Regions from separate parts of the Mus musculus genome. Here all the other regions are linked to region 1. A link is a contact called in public Hi-C and HiChIP or PLAC-seq data. All regions are on one chromosome and are shown on one strand. The core of a region is the stretch at or near the end of the contact, and the rest is flanking DNA. Distances in the headings are between cores, read along the strand shown. Region 1 overlaps Gm32881 (a long non-coding RNA gene). Region 2 overlaps Pde4d (phosphodiesterase 4D, cAMP specific). Region 3 overlaps Pde4d (phosphodiesterase 4D, cAMP specific).

Region 1 (3,810 bases), core at 394-2,893:
TCCCTGACACTGCTGTGCTCATCCTTTCTACCTGAGAAATGGTGACAGCACCGTCGTCGTCCGAGCGATGTGGCACCCTTACAGTGCTTGTAGCAGTGAGTCAAGTGGCTGCCACTCAGTAAAGGCCGTGTGAGAACTGAGTACTGCCATGCCCCAGACCGAAATGAGGCCAGAGAAGTTACAAGCCTCACCAAAGACTGCAAATCCCAGGAGGGGCCACAAGGCGCCCTGAAGGCAAACACCCCTCTGTCCTACACAGCTCTGGCTCCAATATCCAGGGAGCCTGCTGAGGCTAAACCATACAAACAATAAGTTCTCAGCTTTGTCCTGCTTCCCACCCACTCTTGGCAGGTAAAGGTCACTTGACCTGTCTTCAGGTGGCAAACCCGAGGATATCTACAAATCCTCAGGGCCCCAGCCCCAGCACCCCACCCCACCCCCAACCCCAAGGGCCTTTCATTGTTACTGTGGTTTGAAATGTGGGCGGGAACATCTGCTCAGGACCTTCTCCTCTGGCTTTCAGCGCCCCACCCCTCGCTGTCAGCACTGCGGGTTCGCTCTCCTGCACACTCCCACAGTGCTGTCACAGAACCCCGAAGATATTAGCATCTTTACTCCTTTGCTCTGAAGGTGACTCCGTGGCGCCCTCCTTCCAGCCCCCTCCTCTGTCCACTCCTACTTGTTATTCTAACGAGGCACCCTTCTCTAGGAGGCCTCCAGCTGCCTGGCCTTGGTGGGTGGGGTTGACTCCTCTAACCTCCCTCCTCTTTCTCAGAGTCACTTCTTTTGTTTCCTCTCCCCGGCTCTTTGAGATTAATCTCGTCCCCACTGTGCTTCTCCGCAAGGGGGTAGACTCTGGTGACGTCTTCAACTCCCAGTGCCCCCGTGCATCCCGATCAAAGTTCAGACACCTCATCCCAGGGAGAAAAATGCCCACTTGATAGTTTCACTCACCCGTCAGATTAAGGACACAGACAGCTACTGGGACGCAAAATTGTCATTGTTCAGGTCTCAGATCCCAGGGAGCTGCCACCTCTGACGTTAGTGAGTGACCTTGAGCTGACCAAGAGAAATGCTGCTCTCTTCTAACCTTCTTGGCAGCCAGAGTCCCCCCAGGGGAGCTGTTGTCTCAAGGATGAGCAAGATCAAGACAGGAAAATCACATCACTGTCTGCGGAGAGGAAGAGTCTCGGGCTGTTTTATGTGGTTAGGAAGCAAGTTTTGGTTGTTGTTGTTTGTTGTTGTTGTTAAAGATTATTGCTTAACCGGGAGGAGGAGGAGGTTAGCCATAAGGAACCTTTATTTTCTGATACGACCCCACCCTAACTCCAGACAAAAGGAATGCAGATGAGCGAGAGGAACCGCCCCTCTGGCTACCTGCGCCCTGACTTTTCTATTCGCAATGGTGAATGCGCTCCCTGCTTTCTATCCCGAGCCACGCGATTTCTTTTGCCACATGACACTGTGCCCTAGAGTATGGTTTATTACTTCTCCCTCTGTGCCCACAGGGCTCACGGTTCCCTCTGGTTCTTTCCAAGCCTTTTGCTTCCTCTGGACCAGTGGAGTTCCCTCCTTCATCCACTCCCACAAGCAGGTTCCTTTTTCTACCCTTCACCGCTTTGCACACACAGCTGCCAGGGAACACCGCGATCAGCACTGAAGGTGAACGGAGTCGCCAGCAGATGGCACTCTACAGAATGCTCTGAACGTGGCAGAACCGAATGGTTTAAAAAAAAGTCACAGAAAAGCACCAAGGGTTCACTCAAACCAGCGATCTCCATATTATTTTTACTTCTTATACACAGCAATAGAGCATTTGGTCATATACAGACACATTTATTCACTTGCAACATCTCTATCTTAAATGTTAATATTACATAAACATGTCTAGATAAATCTCTTAACCCGTTTCCTAATAGTTTCTCCCTCACTAGAATCAATATTATAAACCTTCCAGAGAAATCACTGATTTAGAGTATCTCAGATTTCCTTTTACCAGAAGGAGTGCCCTTTTCTTAATTACAAGAAGGTTTTTAATTGATTGGTTGTGTGTGTGTGTGTGTGTGTTGTTTTTTGAGACACAAACTCACAAGCATGTATTGGATCAAATACTTAGCTGTAGGCAAAATAACCAACTCACACTGCTTTAAACAAGAAAGGAGTATGTGAAGCAGCTTGTAGAAGAGTTTATAAGCCCAGTAAGACAAGGGTGGATGTAGGTGCCAAGAAAACCAAAAGGCTGCTAAGGTTTAAATTATTGGTTCGATTGCAAGCTGTTCTGTATCAGTAATCCCCTGGGGACCAGGAACAAAGCCTGTCATCAATATAAAAGGTAAACAGGCTTCAGCCACCCAGAGAGCAAAGAAAGCCCAGCTCCCTGGAAGTAATCTCTGATTCATACAGGTCACTTCCTCCACAGTAGTGTGTGCCTGCATCCTGAACCAGGCTCCAAGGCACCTACCTCTCTAATTCCCTGCCTCTGCAGTGGAGAAGAAACAAGAGGCTGGAAGGGACACTGTGGAAACCAGTGTACAGTATCTGCAACATTAAAAAGTGTCTCTGTGAGGAAAAAGTTTGACGGGCAGGTGCTGTGAGCTCCACACGACATCCTAGGCTCTGAGTTTTATCACGAACTGGGAGCAGGAAGGGTGAAATAACAAACTGTATGAGGGCACAGTGCTGTGTTGCAAAGGAAATCGCCATGGCTTTGGAGAGCCATTCACCATTGCATTCACCATTGAGAACACAACAGGTAGGGCTTGGGTGATTCTATTACTAGTTGGGGAAAATGTCTCCAATTTTATGGGGACAGATTGGTAGAGCATTCTTCTCTTAACCACTGAGCCATTTTGCCAGCCTGGTACCTCCAGATGTTCTGTGGCTGGTCCCAAAACAAACAACAGCAGCTACATCATTAGAATCATTAGCGTCAACATCAGCAGAGAAAGCCGATGAGGTTAGAGCTGGGGTTCCCTTGGTGACTGGTTGGTTATACGTGTGTGTCGGGCCACAGAACATCAAAGTAGCAGTGACTGAAACACACTAAATGTCTGTTTCTTTTCCGCAAAATTCAAAATGAGATGCTTACTGTGTTCTTCACAGTTGTCAGGAGTAAGACTTCAATGCATGTCCCCAAACGTACAACTGTACCATCTGTTCCAAGAAAAAGGCAAGTGAGATATGCTTTTCCTTTAAAAAAATGTGTGTGTATGAGTAGTTTGCTTACGTTACATCTCTGAACCACTTGCACGCTTGGGGCCCTCAGAGGCCAGAAGTCGTCTCCAGATCTCCCAGAACTAGAGTTGCAGACGGTGGCGAACTACCATGTGGGTACTAGGAACAGAACCCAGGTCCTCTGGTAGAGCATTCTGCTCTTAACCATCGAGCCATCTCTCTAGTCTCTTTGAAGCATAACCCTGAAATTGCACACTTCACTTCTCAGACCTGTTTGGAAAGTCGCTCCTTGGCCACATCAAGCTGAAAGAAAAGCTATGACACATTGTTCTTGCTAACCATGTCTTCAGAACTACTGTTATTATGGGGAAGGGGAAGAAGGGTGTCGTAGATAACTGATGTCCTGTGCCACATGTAGTGTGGTATAATCAGATTGCAAGAGCAGGTCTTAGGGAGCTATTGCAATGGTGGGACAGCCTCTTTGGGATCTTGAGACGACTGAAGACTAATGCCTCCCTAGAAAAATCTCACAGTTTGTGGTGCACATAGCCCTTCATGGAGAATTAAATAAAGGCAGAGGAAAGATGCCAGAACGACCTTGTACCATCACTCACTACCCACCCTGCTCCAGTCCCA
Region 2 (3,810 bases), core at 343-2,842, 410 kb after region 1:
CAACTGCTCATAGTTCCTCATTGGAGCTAAAACCTCCTGCCCAGCTCCCCCTGTCATGCTGGGATTTGGTCTGGCTTGGGCTTAAATGGGCCCTATGCATGCTGCCAGGACAGCCACAAGCTCACATGTGCAGTCACCTTCCTGTTTCCAGGAGACTCTGCTTCCCTGTAGTTTTTCACTCCCTCTGGTAGCCACATTCCTCACAATCTACTCCTCTGCAATGGTCCCTAAGCCTTTGGGGAGTTGAGGTATGGTACTATACTCCCCTGGGCCTGAACACTCTGAAGTCTCCCATTCTCTGTACTCTGCCCAGTTGTGGATCTCTTCATGCCAAGCATCCACTGCAAACATTGCCTCTCTGGTGAAAACTAGAGGTGCTTTAATCTATGAGAATAAAGATAAATCAGGAAGAGTTGGATTAATTCCATACCCACTTAGCTGATCAATAGTACCAAGTTCTCTTCTAGGATCTAGCCACAGGCTCTCAGCTGGATAATGGTGCCAGGCCTGGGTTTCATCCTGTGGAGTAGGCTCTAAATGCAATCAGAAAGCGGTTGTCCACTCCAATGACATCTGTACCATGAATGCACCAGAGTTCAAGCTGGTGTCTCTTCTTTTCACCTTTGGTAGCTGCTGAGTCATTCTGACATCAGTTTAATTCTGATGGCTTTAGATATTTTGTCTCCTCTTCCCTTTTTCTTATTTTATTGTTTTGAAGGCTTTGAATATCTGCATATGTCAAGCGCTATGAAATATCCTGAGCATATTTCTTAGCAAGGTCCTTTTTATTTTTAATTCCTCATATCCAGGATCTAAACTATCCCATTTCTTCTAGTTATAGGAAATTTTCTTGTTTTATTCGTATATTAGGGTTTTTGTTTGTTTGTTTGTATGCTTGCTTGCTTGTTTTGGGGACAGGGTTTCTCTGTATAATCCTGGCTGTCCTGAAACTCACTCTGTGGACCAGGCTGGCCTTGAACTCTGTGATCTGTCTGTCTCTGTCTCCCAAGTGCAGGAATTAAAGGCTTGCACAGCCACACCCGGCTTCCCGAGCATAACTACCTCATCATTGTTTAGCATCTTCCCCTTCCCGGATCACTACCAGTCCCAGTGCCTTCTGTTGTTCCCATCTTCTCTCTGAGAGTTTCTTTTCTAGATTTTTGGCTTTTCATCTGTTTTGATTCTCATAGTATTTTAAAAATCTTTCGACAGAGACACTTAATTCAATTTGGCAACAGCAACTCTCGGCTTCTACAAGTCTTTTGATTGACCATGACCTTTGTTATTCTGTCTTATACATACTACTTAGGTACCACTTCCTTTTCTCAATTTTTTTTTTTCTTTGTTGGATTTCAATACTGGGCAGTTGGGTGGGAACCCAGCATTCATTAGACATCCAAGGGGATGTCACTGTACAAAGGTCTAAGGGCCTATTCACTGAAAGAGGCTTCCTTTCCTAGAGGGGTGCACTGCCTTCATGAGGTAGAATGTGCATGGTCCCTTCTGCTTTAGATTTCAACATTCTCCGTGCAGCCCTTACTGGATGCTGAAATGCAGTTGTCTGGGTCTCCCACTTTGTGGAATTCTCCAGCAGAGGGCAGTGTGCTCTTGCACAAGATCCATACCAAGCCTTGTCAGGGAGAAGAACCCCCCTGCAGCCCACAACTGGACAGCTAACACCTTATCTAAAACCTTTTCCGTTTTGAAGCCTCCAAAGGGTTGGTTTAGGATTTCAGGGAGCCATTCGTACACATCCTCCACCTTTGATCCAGGAAGCACCTCCCTATGAATGTGCCTAACACCAATTTCGCTGTCACCCTCTGCTTCCCAGGATCTTAAAAAAAATAGGTCTCCCCATATTTGTCCTTCAATCCTCTCTCAGTTCGCAGAGTGCACTTTCTCCCTTAGTCTTATGCCTCTAGGATACCATGTCCATGGGAAACAGACATGGTAGAGGTATTTCCATGGTAGAGGGTATAGGGACGGGTGGTGCCTTGGGTCAGATAGAGGTACCATAGAGTCTTATTTTCCACTCCCACACTCTTTGTTTTAAATTCGCAATTTTAATTAGAGATAATGTGAGCATGTGTGACCAGTTCATTACAATGAAACAAAAGAGCAGATTATTGATGCAATAGCTCTTCCCTGTGAACCTGAGTTAAAAACCATGTTAATGATCAGGAAACAGCCAAGGAAATTTCTACGGAATCTGCACGGAATATTTATCTTTTGAGTCCAGTTAAACAATAACAATCCCCCCAGCCCCCGACTCCAAGAGTCAAATAATTGTTACATCACTGGCTTGGCAATTAAGACCATTTTTCTAATTGGACTTTTAAGAGTTTTGGGTACGCTCACTGGAGTGTGACTATTCTGGAAGATGAAAGAATTTGAGAGGAGCAGAGCCATCTTCCACTTTTAAGCCATGCTCTGAGCCTTGCTGCACACGCATCTGAAACAATTTCCTACCAGCCCCAGAACCTCTGTAAGTCCTACAGGATCCTTGACCTTAGCTGGGGGAGGCAGGATGAATTTCTAGTCACAAGAAGAACAGCGTGGCTGTACCAGGGAATAATGCAAGTTAACCCACTGTCAGGTGATAGCTTCCTCCATTAGAGTTAATTGCCTGCTAAATTAAAATTCATCATAATATTTGAATCACGATCATTTAATGTAAAAATGTTTCCACTCTTGGAATCCTCTACCCTGGAAGGTAATTTCTCACAATCCTGAGGTTTGTTTAAGAAATGTGCCTGTATTTGCCGTTTTGAATATGAAAACGTTCATTCTGACTCACCAACACCATCAGAAAGTCTAACAACAAAGAAGAAGGCCCATGCTTAGTGGTGTTTAGGATATTTTGCATACTATATTTTTCTTCCTCCAGATTTAAAATGTTTGTTCAGCTTAATAAAAGGCTCGGGGAGCCGGGCGTGGTAGCGCACACCTTTAATCCCAGCACTCTGGAGGCAGAGGCAGGCAGATTTCTGAGTTCGAAGCTAGCCTGGTCTACAAAGTGAGTTCCAGGACAGCCAGAGCTATACAGAGAAACCCTGTCTCGAAAAAAACAAAAAAAAGACTCAGGGGATCTTTTAAACACTGGACCACCAAATAGACAGCATACACCAGCTGATATGAAGCCCCCCAACACACGTACAGTAGAGGACTTCTGGGTCTGTGCTCGTTCAGAGATGATGCACCTAATCCTCAGAAGACTCGAGGCCCCAGGGAATTTGGAGGTTAGGTGAGGTGGGGAATGGGGGCATCTACGTGGAGATGGGGTGGTGTAGGGAGAAGGTGTGGGACGTGGAACAGTTGGAGGGTGGATGGGGGGAGCGGGGAGTGGAATATGGAGTGTGAAAAATGAATTATAAATAAAATAAGAGACTCGGGGAATCTTCTGGTCACATATCAGCTCAAGTCTGTAAAGTTGAACTTATTGACCATGGACTCATGCAGCATTAATGAAAAGGGAGAAAGAAGGTAATCTATAAGAAATATTAGAGTATAAAACAGACCCTCAAACTCCTAACTGGATGAGGTGATTTTTAAGAAGACACCTAATGTCTGGATTAAAAGGGAAGGAACACAGGTAGTTTGACAATACTTATGTACTTATAGAGCAATATGATGTAAGACTTTTCTCCGATATAGCAGGTTCATGCTGTCATAGCTTCAGTTGTCCTAAGGTTACCCTATAATTCCAAGATGCACTATTTTTATGTTGGCATTAGCTGTACATTCTTATGATGTGTAACATGGTATTTTGATATACAGATGCATTGTAGAATGACTAAATCAAGCTCACAG
Region 3 (3,810 bases), core at 752-3,251, 390 kb after region 1:
AGCTAGGGCTGCACACAGTACTCAGTGACACCAGGGGAGAGGGAATGAATGGCTGTGTCCTACCTAAGGAAGTCACAGACTCCAAAGGAAAGATGATGCAGATCCCATCACAACAAACACAATGTATATAAGAATTCAATTCGTCACCATGCAAGGGATTGACAGATGGAGAGGAAATGAATGAGTGACAAAGGTTTCCTGGAGGGACCTGTCCCTTGACAGCTACTGGAGGTGCTATCTTCAGCCTCCGATTTACTCTAAATAAAGCATGTCAGAAATAAAGTGTGGGACACATAGGTAATGGAGAACCCCTCTTCACTTAGACCAGGTCACGTATTTGGAAAAGACCAGAGCTTGAAACAAGGAAATGTCTGTGCCTTTGATTTTAAAAAAAGGTGGTGGTGGCGGGGAGATTTTATAACTCATTTGTAAATCAAGTACCACTTCAACTCTGCATCTTTAAAGGGTAGGCCAGATTCTTCAGTTCATCCAGCCGCAGCTTTCTTCTATTCCCTCTACTCCGCAGGCAGATGCCCACAGTGTTAAAGAACTTGCTTTCAGATCTACATGGTAAGAAAAACCTAGAAGCCACACATCTTGGACACAATAATGTTGGAGGCTTGGTGATAGTACGTTCCGGGCATGCAACACACATAATCAGGCGTGGCATGTCAATAACAAGCAAGCCAATCATATTCCTTCATGCACACTTGCCACAGGCGCTGGCTTGCCAACGTTCACCAAATGTCTTAATAAATTAATACCATCATGACGGACGCTAGCTGTTTTCATTAAAAAAAAAATCTAGGGTGAAAGTTTTCTCTCTGGTTTTCAACAAATAAAATCATTAATGTTTTAATCCAAATTTAAAATGTTTTCTCTGTAGACAACATAGAACGTAATTTAACTAAAAACAAAAACAAAATAGTGTGTATTTCTGTATAAGTTTCTAACTTTGTTGGTAGCTGACCTAAATAACAAAGACCCATTCTTAAGATTATGCAAACCATTTCCCTTTTATTTACTGTGGCTGCATCAGCTCCCAGCAGCAGTACAGCCAGGTATTTGGTTAACATTAACTAGCCTTTGCTGTGAAACAAAGTTGACAATATGTAGTAGGCATGTGGTTGAGAGTTGTTATGTGACTTCCAGAGAACTCACTAGAAATGCAATACGCCTTACACCTTAACTTCGAAATTACGGTATCTCATTCTTTGAGACAAACTTTAAAGTGAGTCACCCAGTGGGTCACGGAGTTAGCTTCAGCTTTGCAATGTGGGTTTTGCCCTGTGAATAACAGCCCTGTAGTTTGCTATTGTTTGCTGGGCGAATTAAATCAGCAGCTGTTCTGAGTAGTTAAAAGACTTAGCTTACAGTTTAGCAAGCTTGTTTTCCAAGACAGGAATTGATTAGGCAAATGAATACATCCACCCCCCACACACCCCACCCCCCAATCCCAGAACTGTAACTAACTGACAAGCTTTGTCAAGTTTACCTTTCAACTCTCAGAATGGGCTCTGAGAGTTGGGCAACTTCCTGCGACCTCAGGAGGTCCCCACAAACCCAGGACTATTTCAAATGCTTACAATAGCCCAGGAGCTGAGCCGGACATTAACCCAACCATGTGAATGAAGGAGATTCCCTCAAAGTTTTACTTGTAAGGGACCTACAGCAGATAAAAAGGCCTCCCTTGCTACCAAAAGGAAATTGCCATACCTGTAGGACTTTGAGAAACGCAATCTTGTTCTAGTTCTTGGAGATGGTCCTGGCACTGCGACTCCCAGGGGATCCCAGACAAAAGCCATTTGTAAAGAGAGTGCTAAGAGATCCACAGGAACAGCAGAATGTCAGAGCAGATACTGGACCCTGGGGCGGGAAGGCCCTTCAGGCTGCAAGAGGCACTTGTGGCTGAATGAGGGCATTTCTTCAGTGTGGTGGTATGTGCTGACAGAGAGGTGGCAGGCTGGCTGAGGCAGGGCTGGAAAGGGTGGCCAGCACTTCCTGCTGCGTGACACTTGCCCTTTGCGACAGCGCTTGCTTCACCTAGACAGTCTCTTGTTAGTGTGAGAAACAACTCCCTTGAAACTGCTTTTAAATATAGCCCAGCTTAAACAGCAGGGCCACATGCCACTCCTGAAAAGCATAGCCCCCACCCCACCCCCCACAGACATGCAGATGCACAGACTGGGAGGTGTGGTTCAATGGGTCAACTTACTCTTAGTGTGAATGTTAAACAGTAGTGACCTGTAGTGAAAGGGAAAATTACACATGGACCCAGGACTGGGAAACTTGACAGGAGTATTAAATTTCAACTCTGGCTATCCAAATAATTTTTTCTTATTCTAAATTCTCTTAGATACATGTATGAATGTCGTTATTAGAAAACCTTGTAAAAAAAAAACTTAGTAATTGTTAAAAACAAAACAAAACAAACAAAAAAAACCCCTCTCCTCCCTGCCAGTCAGTGTGAGATGAAAACAGGCAGATCACTTTCAGAACTCCTGGCAACCTTTCCCTCAAAGGGATGTCACTGTGTCACCTTGCAGAGTGAGTTATAAGGAGTGACTTTGACAGCAGAGATCAATGTCTTGTCCCGTTCTTCGCTCTTGAACAGATCCCTTAAAACGTCCTTCTTTCAAGTCACATAAAGGCTGAGAGATCCACAGAGCTCAGTTGTGTGGTCTCAGAGTTCAGCGCGCGCGGCAGGGAGACATATATTTCAAGGTGTCCTCAAGGACTCAAGGCACCCTGGTGTCGTCATCACTTCTCAGGAGTCAGTGGTATTTAATGCTGACAACACAGCCTAATTCCATCACTCCCTGCCCAAGCACTGGCCTGCTTGTGACCTCCATTGTAAACCAAGGCAGGGCTCTACACATCCAGGATAAGATTAGAGAAGCTTGGAGAAACCCTAAAAAAGATGTTAACCCCCTCTGAACTGGACAAAATTGACTAATCGCCCTAAGGGACCATCTCCATGCCTACCAGGGTTAAAGACCCTTAACATTCTTTTTTTTTTTTTTTTCCTGGCTCCGATCCCAGCCTCACTAGGCTTAAGATTTATTTATTTTATGTATGTGAGTACAATGTCACTCTCTTCAGACACACCAGAAAGGGCATCAGATCTCATTCTAGATGGTTGTAAGCCACCACGTGTTTGCTGGGATTTGAACTCAGAACCTCTGGAAGAGCAGTCAGTGTTCAGTGCTCTTAACTGCTGAGCCATCTCTCCAGCCCCTCCCCCCCCATGCTCTCGTGATTTGGGGGGGCATTAAAATGTTAAACAAGCTGAGCATCGGGCACAGTGAGGGGAGGGGTTTCTGAAAAAGCTACATGCTTTGGAGATGTGCAATACAGAAGGTTTTTGCCAGTTGTGTTCTTTCGTTATCTGACTCACATACTCAGTAGGTGAGTGGTGGCTGTCTGGCAGATTAATAACGCTGATGTTCAAAGTTCCAATCTAAAAGAAGACTTCTGGGGGTCAGCTTGTTGTATATGATTGTTTCACAAATGGCCTTTGTGCTTTTGGGTAAGGCTCTATATTACATACGCGGAAGGCAGGTCCTAGGAGTGGAAGAAAACAGCCATCCCTAGGCCCTCGGTCTTTACGTTGTGTGAAACTCCACAGTTGCCTCTTGGTTCCCATTGATCTATTAGTTTCTATCAGGGATAGCTCTTGGGCAATGCTGCCCCACTCCTGACGTAGCACCACAGAGATAGACAACTCCTGTTTAGCAGAATGGCTTTGTATGGTGCTAGAGCAAGGCCATGTAGGAAAACTGGTAGACTTGTCAGGTAGAGAGGGATCTT

Evidence for each region. Hi-C and Micro-C count contacts between places; a contact is called where the count stands out from the background. HiChIP or PLAC-seq counts read pairs in DNA pulled down with a chosen protein or histone mark.
Region 2: a contact with region 1 is called in a Hi-C map of embryonic stem cells, with 4 times the contacts expected there. The contact joins two enhancer-like sites. A contact is called at or near these places in 1 of 39 promoter capture datasets (embryonic stem cells), 1 of 15 datasets of contacts at CTCF or cohesin (the NIH/3T3 cell line), 44 of 484 Hi-C or Micro-C datasets (CD4 T cells, the G1E-ER4 cell line, LSK cells and 18 more), 10 of 115 datasets of contacts at active chromatin or transcription factors (astrocytes, embryonic stem cells and stem cell-derived neural progenitor cells) and 1 of 9 other capture datasets (embryonic stem cells).
Region 3: a contact with region 1 is called in an H3K27ac HiChIP or PLAC-seq map of embryonic stem cells, with 11 read pairs. The contact joins two enhancer-like sites. A contact is called at or near these places in 1 of 15 datasets of contacts at CTCF or cohesin (the NIH/3T3 cell line), 8 of 484 Hi-C or Micro-C datasets (Sertoli cells, differentiating embryonic stem cells, embryonic stem cells and 1 more), 6 of 115 datasets of contacts at active chromatin or transcription factors (all in embryonic stem cells) and 1 of 9 other capture datasets (embryonic stem cells).

Annotation. Positions count from the first base shown.
Region 1 is chr13:110,016,389-110,020,198 of GRCm38.p6, reverse strand. It overlaps Gm32881 (a long non-coding RNA gene), which reads right to left. Exons shown (of 5, transcript XR_382897.2): 2 at 3,089-3,153; 3 at 955-1,171. Among named protein-coding and RNA genes, the nearest start is that of Gm32881, 12 kb to the right of the region's middle. Within about 2 kb of position 1,643, at least 109 of the 459 cell types and tissues checked have an H3K27ac peak or open chromatin away from gene starts, as enhancers often do. A contact at or near this core is called in the N1E-115 cell line, differentiating embryonic stem cells, embryonic stem cells and 1 more, where this site is marked.
Region 2 is chr13:109,607,778-109,611,587 of GRCm38.p6, reverse strand. All of the region lies in intron 3 of Pde4d (phosphodiesterase 4D, cAMP specific), which reads right to left. Among named protein-coding and RNA genes, the nearest start is that of Gm32703, 170 kb to the right of the region's middle. Within about 2 kb of position 1,592, at least 9 of the 459 cell types and tissues checked have an H3K27ac peak or open chromatin away from gene starts, as enhancers often do. A contact at or near this core is called in the N1E-115 cell line, differentiating embryonic stem cells and embryonic stem cells, where this site is marked.
Region 3 is chr13:109,630,817-109,634,626 of GRCm38.p6, reverse strand. The region is part of intron 3 of Pde4d (phosphodiesterase 4D, cAMP specific); the gene reads right to left. Among named protein-coding and RNA genes, the nearest start is that of Gm32703, 190 kb to the right of the region's middle. Within about 2 kb of position 2,001, at least 128 of the 459 cell types and tissues checked have an H3K27ac peak or open chromatin away from gene starts, as enhancers often do. A contact at or near this core is called in differentiating embryonic stem cells, embryonic stem cells and uterus, where this site is marked.